Linked DNA regions of Pan troglodytes: region 2 is linked to region 1. Evidence: chromatin contacts called from public HiChIP or PLAC-seq data. All regions are on one chromosome and are shown on one strand. The core of a region is the stretch at or near the end of the contact, and the rest is flanking DNA. Distances in the headings are between cores, read along the strand shown. Region 1 holds the start of PRPF8 (pre-mRNA processing factor 8). Region 2 holds the start of SGSM2 (small G protein signaling modulator 2).

Region 1 (5,294 bases), core at 1,909-4,408:
TTTATGGATTGCAATTTTTTATGTTTTATTTTTTTGAGGCAGAGTTTCGCTCTTGTTGCCCAGGCTGGAGTGCAATGGCGCGATCTCAGCTCACTGCAACCTCTGCCTCCAGATGCAAGCGATTCTTACGTCTCAGCCTCCCAAGTAGCTGGGATTACAGGCATGCGCCACCATACCCCGCTAATTTTTGTATTTTTAGTAGAGACAGAGTTTCACCATGTTGCTTAGGCTGGTCTCGAGCTCCTGACCTCAGGTGATCCGCCCGCCTCGACTTCCCAATGTGCTGGGATTACAGGCATGAGCCAGCATGGTGGCCATGGAGTGCAAATTTTATCTCAATAATGCTGTTTTGAAAATAGTACAGAGAGTTCTTGTGTACCCTTCACGTAGCTTGAGAACTTTTTATTTTATTTTATTTTTGAGCGAGAGTCTCACTCGGTCACCCAGGCTGGAGTGCAATTGCATGATCTCAGCTCACTACAATCTCCACCTCCGGGTGCAAGCGATTCTTATGTCTCAGCCTCCCAAGTAACTAGGATTACAGGCATGTGCCACCATGCCCCACTAATTTTTGTATTTTAGTAGAGACAGGTTTTCACCATGTTGGCTAGGCTGGTCTCGAATTCCTGACCTCAAATGATCCACCTGCCTCAGCCTCCCAAAGTGCTGGGATTACAGGCGTGAGCCACCACAGCTGCCCCCTGCCCACCCCCCAGAACTTGTTTTTTTTTTTTTTTTTGGAGACGGAGTCTTGCTCTGTCACCCAAGCTGAAGTGCAGTGGCCCGATCTTGGCTCACTGCAACCTCTGCCTACCGGGTTCACACCATTCTCCTGCCTCAGCCTCCCGAGTAGCTGGGACTACAGGCGCCCGCCACCATGCCCGGCTAATTTTTTGTATTTTTAGTAGAGACAGGGTTTCACCGTGTTAGCCAGGATGGTCTCGATCTCCTGACCTCGTGATCCGCCCTCCTCAGCCTCCCAAAGTGCTGGGATTACAGGAGTGAGCCACCACGCCCGGCCACAATACTCTTAATGAAACTACAGACCATAGTAGGATTTCACCAGGGCTTAGAGCAATGTCTGGCACATAGTGAACCTTACACAGGTGAAAGGACTTCACTACCATGGTGATGATGATGATGAGGATGATAATGATGATGTTGGACTTTCTAGCACAGCCAGATTGATATGGTGCCTATTTTCAGAGCATGCCATGTTAGTTTCTATTTCTAAACCTTTTTTGGCCTGGCACGGTGGCTCACGCCTGAAATCCCAGCAATTTGGGAGGCTGAGGTGGGCAGATTACTTGGGCTCAGTAGTTCGAGACCAGCCTGACCAACATGGAGAAACGCCATCTCTACGAAAAATACAAAATTAGCCGGGTGTGGTGGCACATGCCTGTAACCCCAGCTACTCAGGAGGCTGAGGCAGGAGAATCGCTTGAATCCTGGAGGCAGAGGTTGCAGTGAGCCGAGATTGTGACACTGCACTCCAGCCTGGGCGACAGAGCGAGACTCTGCCTCAAAAAACAAAAAACAAACCAAAACCCCCACTTTTTTTCTATGAAACCAGCCTCACTCTGTCACCCAGGCTGGAGTGCAGTGGTGCCATCATGATCCTCCCACCTCAGCCTCCCGAGTAGCTGGGACTACAGGCATGTACCACTATGCCTGGTTAATATTTTTATTATTTGTAGAGATGAGGGTCTCAGTATGTTGCCCAGGCTGGTCTTAAACTCATGAGTTTAACAAACCCTCTCGCCGCTGCCTCCCAACGTGCTAGGATATACAGGTATGAGTCACCGTGCCCGGCTTCTTTCTTAACTCTTTCTAGTAGTTCTACCACTTGGGATTACCTTTTTCCTTCCTCTCCATTTACCTTTATGAAATCCTCACATCCATCCATCTCCATCAAATCTTTAACAATTCTCCTCTGTCTTTTTTGACTGTAGGGACCTTCAGAACACCCAGCCCTTGCTGAAACTCCCCATTGCATTAAAAAATAGATTTCAGGCCGGGCATGGGGGCTCATGCCTGTAATCCCAGCATTCTGGGAGGGCCGAGGCAGGAGGATTTCGTAAGGTCAGGAGTTTGAGACCAGCCTGGCCAACATAGTGAAACCCTGTTTCTACTAAAAATACAAAACTTAGCCGGCAGTAGTGGCGCGTGCCTGTAATCCAGCTACTCTGGAGACTGAAGCAGGAGAATTGCTTGATCCTGGGAGGTGGAGGTTGTGGTGAATTGAGATCGCGCCATTGCACTCCGGTCTGGGCAACAGAGTGAGACCCTGTCTCAAAAAAACAAAAGGAATATTTAAAAAATTTTTACCGTTCTGAAAGCACATTGACATCCTTTGAATTTTTTTCTAATTATTTCACTTTGATTTGTAAATTCTCAACTAGATTCAGGGGCTGTATGGGTTACAATTCCTCTGCACCCTCCACGGAATTTCAGACTTTTTTTTTTCCCCCGAGACAGAGTCTCGCTCTGTCACCCAGGCTGGAGTGCAGTGGCGCGATCTTGGCTCACTGCAACCTCCCCCTCCCGGGTTCAAGCGATTCTCCTGCCTCAGCTTCCCGAGTAGCTGGGACTACAGGCGCCCGCCACCACGCCCGGCTAATTTTTGTATTTTTAGTAGAGACGGGGTTTCACCATGTTGGCCAGGCTGGCCTCGAACTTCTGGCTTTAAGTGATCCGCCTGCCTCGGCCTCCCAAAGTGCTGCGATTCCAGGCGTGAGCCACCGCGCCCGGCCAAGGTCTTAATTCTTGCCTGCCTTTCTGCTCCCCTGTGAACTCTACTGGTTGTCTTTTTTCCTGCTTTATCCCTCGTCCTTGGTAGACAGTGATGGTTAAATGAATGAATGCATGAACAAATGACTGTCCAGGAGCTAGTACTGCATTGCATGTACACATTGATGACAACAGACATCGTACAATGCGCAATCTTGGCAAATTTATTCAAACCCTTTAGACTTCGGTCTCTCACAGTGCGACGCCGGGAGCCCATCACGCTGAGGTCTGTCAGAGGCCCCAGAAACAGCCTCGGAAATGGAGGAGGCGGGGCTTCACCCCGACCACACCCCCTTGCGTTCAAAGCCTTTCCGCCTATGGGCCCGCCTCCTCGGCGCAGTGTGCAACTCTAATTGGTCGTCTCACTAATCCATCTGAGCACCTCGGCGCCGACTGGATCAACTGCTGAACTCGGGTTGCGCACTTCCCGGCGCTGGGAACGAGGAGCGGACGCAGACTGGCCGCCATTGCGCTGCGGGGAAAGCGGCCTCTTGTGTGAGGGCCTGTGAGGTGCGTGGCAGGCGTTTAAGGCCGGGCTGCGGGAGGCGTGGTCGGGTCGGGGCGAGTGACCGAAGGGGTTAGGCCGGGCGGGGCTGGATGCACTGTGTGGCGGGACTGCAGGCCGGGGTCCCCGGACGCCTTTCTGCTGCGCTTCTTGTGGGCCCGGGCCTGTGGTTAGTGAATTTTTTTATCCCGCCGCTCCCCAGATTCTCCGGATATGGCCGGAGTATTTCCTTATCGAGGGCCGGGTAACCCGGTGCCTGGCCCTCTAGCCCCGCTACCGGACTACATGTCGGAGGAGAAGCTGCAGGAGAAAGGTGAGGCGGGAGTGTGGAGCGGCGCGCGGGCCGGAGGCGGGGCGGGTGTGCGCGCGCGCAGGCGGGTGGGGACCCTCCCCGTTTGGGCAGCTCCTGAGGTGTCAGCTCCCTTGTTATTTCCAGTTAATTTTTCATCAAGTCATTTTAAGCGCGTATTATTTGCAAGCGCTGATCCAGCGGGGGTACAGTAGTGACGGAGACAAAATTCCTGTCCTTACGGGGTTTAAATTACAGCGGGAGAGATAGACAATAACAAAACCTCGAGGCTCTGTAATAAAAATGTCAGGCCGGGCGCGGTGGCTCACGCTTGTAATCCCAGCACTTTGGGAGGCCCAGGCGGGCGGATCACCTGAGGTCAGGAGTTCCAGACCAGCCTGGCCAACACAGTGAAACCTCGTCTCTACGAAAAATACAAAAATGAGTCGTGTGTGGTGGCGCGTCTCTATAATCCCAGCTACTGGGGAGGCTGAGGCAGGAGAATGGCTTGAACCCAGGAGGCGGAGGTTGCAGTGAGCCGACATCGCACCATTGCACTCCAGCCTGGGAGACAGAGCGAAACAACTCTCAAAAAAATAAAAAAAAAGTCAGATAGTGATCAATGTGATGAAAGGAAAAATAGAGTAAAATGGTAAGGGAATTGGCAAGGGGTGCTTCTTCCTGCTGGTGCCTGCTCCTCCCTCACACTCACTGACAGGAGCTTACCCTAGGGCAAGAGGTGAAGAGGATTAGGCGAGGGTGTGCAGGCCTTTAAACTGAGGTTCCTTTCCAGCTCGAAAATGGCAGCAATTGCAGGCCAAGCGCTATGCAGAAAAGCGGAAGTTTGGGTTTGTGGATGCCCAGAAGGAAGACATGCCCCCAGAACATGTCAGGAAGATCATTCGAGACCATGGAGACATGACCAACAGGAAGTTCCGCCATGACAAAAGGGTTTACTTGGGGTAAGGAACATCCTGAAATAATTTCATTTGGAATTTGTCCCTTTTCCCTTCTCCATGTCCCACAGTCTTGGATTGATGCTTTGACAGCTCATCTTGGTGGATATAAGAGAAAGGAGAAAACCATTAGGAGTCTCTGATAATTTCTACATCTTCCACTTTTGCAGTCTGTTTCCCCCTCTTCCCGATCTGGGACTGGTGCTTTAATTTGTCCTGTTGATGATGTTTTAAGATGTCCCTGGCCAGGCGCGGTGGCTCATGCCTGTAATCCCAGCACTTTGGGAGGCCGAGGCGGGTGGATCATGAGGTCAGGAGATCGAGACCATCCTGGCTAACACGGTGAAACCCCGTCTCTACTAAAAATACAAAAAATTAGCCGGGCGTGGTGGCAGGTGTCTGTAGTCCCAGCTACTTGGGAGGCTGAGGCAGGAGAATGGCGTGAACCTGGGAGGCGGAACTTGTAGTGAGCCGAGATCACGCCACTGCACTCTGGCCTGGGCGAAAGTACGAGACTCTGTCTCAAAAAAAAAAAAAAAATGAAAAATAAGATGTCCCTATGGTTGAGCTGGTTGAAGTCCAGAGTGGGATACTGTGCATAGTGGCAGCCTGTCGCTCCTCAGGGACCTGAATTCTGTGTTTGGGGTATTTAATTTCAGAGGTTTCCCTACTCCTGTTTTTTCTGTGGCTCTAAACTGGGCGAGTACAGGTACAGATGTCTTAGCAGATTCCTGTTCTATTTGGACACAAAAAT
Region 2 (5,294 bases), core at 1,564-4,063, 660 kb before region 1:
CGCAGTGGCTCATGCCTGTAATCCCAGCACCTTGGGAGGCCAAGGCGAGGTCAGGAGATCGAGACTATCCTGGCCAACATGGTGAAACCCCATCTCTACTAAAATACAAAAAATTAGCTGGGTGTGGTGGCATGTGCCTGTAGTCCCAGCTACTTGGGAGGCTGAGGCAGGGAAATCGCTTGAACCCAGGAGGTGGAGGTTGCAGTGAGCTGAGATCGCACCACTGCACTCCAGCCTGGCGACAGAGCAAGACTCCGTCTCCAAAAAAAAAAAAAAAAAGTACTTCCCATTATCTGTGACTAACCTCCAAAATTGAGCCATACCTATAATCCCAGCATATCCACCTCTAGTGTAGATACAAGTACTTTTCTATTTTGTTTACACTGTTCAAGTCTCTGTCACTAGACTGCTTCCTTTTGCAGGAGAATCAAGATTTCTCTTTTCACTGGGGCTTAAATGCTGACTTGATACACCCCTGGCCTAAGAAATCCTTTTTTTGGCCTCTTCACAGCAAAGACATAATGAAGCTTCTCCCACAAGCTGGAAAGCTGATGGCTTCAACTACATCTTTACCAAGGGGAGGGGTGGGAACAAACATTAGGGCATAGTAGCCAGGCCATGGCTAACGCATGAGAACCATCTAGAGCTTTCCAGGACTTTTTTTTTTTGAGATGGAGTGTTGCTCTGTCGCCCAGGCTGGAGTGCAGTGGCGCGATCTGGGCTCACTGCAAGCTCTGCCTCCCGGGTTCATGCCATTCTCCTGCCTCCCAAGTAGCTGGGACTACATTCGCCCGCCACCACGCCCAGCTAATTTTTTGTAGAGAGAGGTTTCACCGTGTTAGCCAGGATGGTCTCGATCTCCTGACCTCGTGATCCGCCCGCCCCAGCCTCCCAAAGTGCTAGGATTACAGTCGTGAGCCACCATGCCCAGCTTTCTTTTTTAGACGGAGACTTGCTCTGTCGCCCAGGCTAGACTTCAATGGTTCGATCTTGGCTCACTGCAACCACACCTCCTGGGTTCAAGCGATTCTCCTGCCACAGCCTCCCGAGTAGCTGGGATTACAGGTGCCCACCACTGTGCCTGGCTAATTTTTGTATTTTTTTTTTTTCAGTAGAGATGGGGTTTCACCATCTTGGCCAGGCTGGTCTGGAACTCCTGACCTCGTGATCTACCCGCCTCAGCCTCCCAAAGTGCTGGGATTACAGGCGTAAGCCACCGCGCCTGTCCGCTTTCCAGGATGTTATGAGAGCCCAGACGCTTCCCCAACCCTGAAACTCTAATTAGGGCTCAGCTAAGGTAAACTTTTTTTTTTTTTTTGAGACGGAGTCTCACTCTGTCGCCCAGGCTGGAGTGCAGTGGCACAATATCGGCTCACTGCAATCTCCACCTCCCAGGTTCCAGCGATTCTCCTGCCTCAGTCTCCCGGGTAGCTGGGATTACAGGCACGCACCACCACCCCTGGCTTATTTTGGTATTTTTAGTAGAGACGGGGTTTCACTATATTGGCCAGGCTGGTCTCGAACTCCTGAGCTCAGGTGATCCACCCGCCTAGGCCTCCGAACGTGCTGGGATTACAGGCGTGAGGTAACTTTTATATATATATATATATATGGGAGACGGCATAGAGAGGAAGAAATCTAGACTCATAGAAGTTAAGTAACTCACTCAAGGTCACACAGAACTAGGTCCAGACTATTCCAAAATGTATGCTTTCCAAACACCAGGCCTCGAAGTCTCCAAAATCAGCACATTTATTTACCAAACAGTCACGGAGTGCCTACAGTATGCCAGGCACTGGATACAAGGCAGTGGACGAAACAGAGGGTCTCCTGCCCTGGTGGAGTTTACTTACCAGGCAGACAACAGCCACAGAGGCAGGCAGGGGAAGGAGGCCCAATGTATTCTAAGCTGCGCTGTGGGTTGGAGCTCTCCAGCTCTCATATGGGAGTGAGTCATTCACATGGTCACTGCCCCCCACCCGAAATGGAAATGGGCTTTTGGGCAGGGTCAAGGTAAACGGAGTTAGTAGAGGGAAGGACTGCTTCTCTTTCTGAAGTAGGGGGGCTTCCCTCAAAAGGGAAAAACTTCCGAGTGTTAAAAACCATTCCAAACAAGCCCCTGGTCCCTGGCTAAGGAGGTGGGCGTGGAGGGAGAAACTGAGGTGTGCGGCGCACTCCTCCGGCAGCGAGCACTCCGTAGCTGGAGGCACAGCGGACGTCGGACAAGGGGGAGCTCAGCCCGCACGACACCCACTTAGGACGTGGGGAAGCTCGGCCCGCACGACACCCACCTGCGCCGCGGGAGCTCGCGCGGGGCCCCGCCCCCTCCCCTGGCGGCGCGGGCACTGAATGGGCAGCTCCGGATCCAGCCATCCCCGCCATTGCCGCCACCCCTCCCCCGGCCTCGGGCTCCCAGCGCCGCTGCCGTCACTGGGCGGGGAGCTGCGGGGCTGCGAAGCAAACAAGCCGGGAGCGCCGGCCGGGTCCCCCGGGCAGAGGGGCGCTGCCCTCCCCCATCCGAGAAAGGGGAAGGAGGCGCAGCCCGTCCAGGACCCGCCCCGCCCGGCCCAGGTTCGGCCCGCGTGCCCGCGCCGGGGGGTGGGCGCGGACCTTTCTGCCCCCTGGGCCGCGCGGGCCAGGGCGCGAGCCCCCCGGGGTTCTTGACTCGACTTTACCTCCTTCTTCACGTTCCACAGCAGTTTCTCTTTGACTGCGTCCTCTGCGCTGCCCATGGTGTGGCAGGAGGCGGCGCCGAGCGGTCCTCAGAGCCCCCGCGCCCTCGCCGCCTCCGCGCCTCTCGGCTCAGCGCCCCACGCGCAAGGCGGAGCCCCCGCCCGCCGCGCTCCCGGCCCGCCGCCGCCGCCGCCGCCGCAGCCACTGCCCGGTGCTCGGCTCCGCAGCCATCTTCCGAGCCCCGCACAGACGTCAGGCGGCAGGCCCGGCCCCTTCCCACAGCCGGAGGGGGGTTGCGCACAGCGACGGGGGATCGGGGCGGGGAGAGGCCGTGCGCGCCTAGGGGCGGCAGACCCGGGCGCGCGCCACGGGGGTCGCTGTCATGGCAACGCACCCGCTCCCGCATGGAGGGCGCCAAGCCGCATTGTGAGCGCTGGCCCTGGAGCCCGCGGCCCCGCGGCTAAGAGCGAGCCTCGGTCCCGCTGAAGCTCCCCTGACTTCTGCCTGCTCCCTCTCCCGACGGGACGGAAGGGGCCGGGGCTCGGGCATGGGGTCCCCTGCGGTCCGAGCCTGCCCACGGCGAAGCCGGTGCAGCCTGGCCCCGTGACCCCTCTGAATCCCCGTCCGGCCGTCGCCGTGCAGTTGTCAAGTTTCTGGGAAGATTAGTGGGAGCGCAGCCGCCCGAGCCCGACGGCCGGAGGGTCGCGGCCAGTCCCCCTTGCCGGGTCGCCACGTCCCACAAGGTCCTTCCCGGCCGCTCCGTGGGAGGCGGGGCGCAGGTTGGAGTAACAGGGACGGGCTTGAGCTGGTACGGAACCGGGCAAGGTGAGAGAAGTGTCTTCCACGCGATTCCCAAGCCTCGCTAGGGAATCGAGGGAGAAGAAAGGTTGCTCAGAGTGATAAAGAACATGCCGTTGCAAACGGAAGAGCAAAGTGCCCGAATCTAGGTGACAGGAAGGGCTTAGGCCTTTTCGGCACGAATGGAGCCTTCCAGTCAACATGCTTCTATGTGATGCAGCTTTATAGCGCAAAAAAATGACAATGCAAGGGGTACAAACAGCCCTGCTGGACCAACAGCCCGAGGCTCGACAGTCTACATCCGGCGCCTTCAAGCCCCCAACCACACACTGCGAAGTGGGAAAAGTTCCCAGCGCGGATTGGCGAACCCGGTAACACGGCGCTCTCACGAGCTGCTGGAAAACGCCTTCGCGAGAGGGCGCAGGGAGTCCCGCCCCCTGGAGGGCCCGCCCCCTTGGAGGGGACCGGAAGCGCTTGTCCTGGCCCGGAAGCAGTGCTGACTCCGTACACGCGCGCTGCGGCATGGCGGCCCACCGCCCCGGCCCGCTCAAGCAGCAGAATAAAGCTCATAAAGGCGGACGGCATCGGGGTCGGGGATCTGCACAGCGGGACGGCAAGGGTAAGGAGATAACGTAGAAGGAATAAGGGCTATTTGGCCGTTATTAACTCTTTTTCCCCATGCCCAGACTGAGCTTCTGTCTCCCGTCTGGGCTCCACGCGAAAGGCCCTTTCTAAGGTGGGCGGAGAGGAGTCCCTTTTCTTGACCTTGTTGTGGGGCCGATCACACCAGCCCCTTCTAATCTGCCATTCAGGCCGTCTAGCACTGAAAACCCTAAGCAAGAAGGTGAGAAAAGAACTCAGCAGAGTCGACCAGAGGCATCGCGCCAGCCAGCTCCGAAAGCAGAAGAAGGAGGCGGTGAGAGGAGCGGGATTTGGGAGAATGCGGCTTCTCTGGTGTTCTAGGTGGCTAATGCCTCGAAGTGGAAAATGAGACCGGGAGGAGGGTCCAGGGACAGAGCATAGCCCTAGAGCACGTGTCGAGCGTGCAGGTCTAGCATTCTTTGCTTTGGTCAGAATTCCTGCCACCCCGCTGGCATACCTGTAGTCTTTTACTAGAGAGATGCTGGTTTTGGGTAGGGGGAGCATCTGTGGGAGTGGAAATGCAATGCTGGAGTGAAGTACTGAGACACTGAGATGTTCTCGGATATCTTTCTATTTTCAGGTTCTGGCAGAGAAGAGACAGCTGGGTGGCAAGGATGGCCCTCCTCATCAGGTACTGGTGGTGCCCCTGCACAGCAGAATTTCCCTGCCAGAAGCCATGCAGCTGCTTCAAGATAGGGACACTGGAACAGTACACTTGAATGAATTGGGAAACACCCAGAACTTTATGCTGCTATGCCCCCGCTTGAAACATCGGTGGTTTTTCACCTCAGCAAGGCCAGGTTAGAGTATACACCAATATTTTGTATTATGTTTGAGTAGTGGTATTTTTTTTTTTTTTTTAGCATAATGTGCTGGTGCCAACCACCTCTTCTTAGTGTGTCTTCTATCTGCAGGGGATCTGCACGTTGTGTTAGACATGGCTAAAGTAGCTGATACCATCCTGTTCCTCCTTGATCCACTAGAAGGCTGGGACAGCACCGGCGATTACTGTCTTTCCTGCCTCTTTGCTCAGGGCCTTCCGACCTATAGTAAGTGAGTTAGCATTTATTGTGCACCTTTAATTTGTCAGGCACTATGCCTGGCATTTGATACAGGAATACAAGTGATGGATCATATTCAGCTGGTGGCGGGATGTACACATATGGATTAAACTTGATCCA

Evidence for each region. HiChIP or PLAC-seq counts read pairs in DNA pulled down with a chosen protein or histone mark.
Region 2: a contact with region 1 is called in an H3K4me3 HiChIP or PLAC-seq map of stem cell-derived excitatory neurons, with 4 times the contacts expected there. The contact joins the promoter of SGSM2 here to the promoter of PRPF8 in region 1. A contact is called at or near these places in 1 of 7 Hi-C or Micro-C datasets (induced pluripotent stem cells) and 1 of 1 datasets of contacts at active chromatin or transcription factors (stem cell-derived excitatory neurons).

What each region holds. Positions count from the first base shown.
Region 1 is chr19:12,166,107-12,171,400 of NHGRI_mPanTro3-v2.0_pri, reverse strand. PRPF8 (pre-mRNA processing factor 8) reads left to right here and starts at 3,158. Exons shown (of 43, transcript XM_016931138.4): 1 at 3,158-3,300; 2 at 3,498-3,608; 3 at 4,378-4,546. The coding sequence starts at 3,509.
Region 2 is chr19:12,829,193-12,834,486 of NHGRI_mPanTro3-v2.0_pri, reverse strand. SGSM2 (small G protein signaling modulator 2) reads right to left here and starts at 2,813. Exons shown (of 24, transcript XM_511260.8): 1 at 2,676-2,813. The coding sequence starts at 2,732. It overlaps TSR1 (TSR1 ribosome maturation factor), which reads left to right and starts at 2,905. Exons shown (of 15, transcript XM_003315291.6): 1 at 2,905-4,090; 2 at 4,284-4,387; 3 at 4,694-4,913; 4 at 5,028-5,162. The coding sequence starts at 3,994.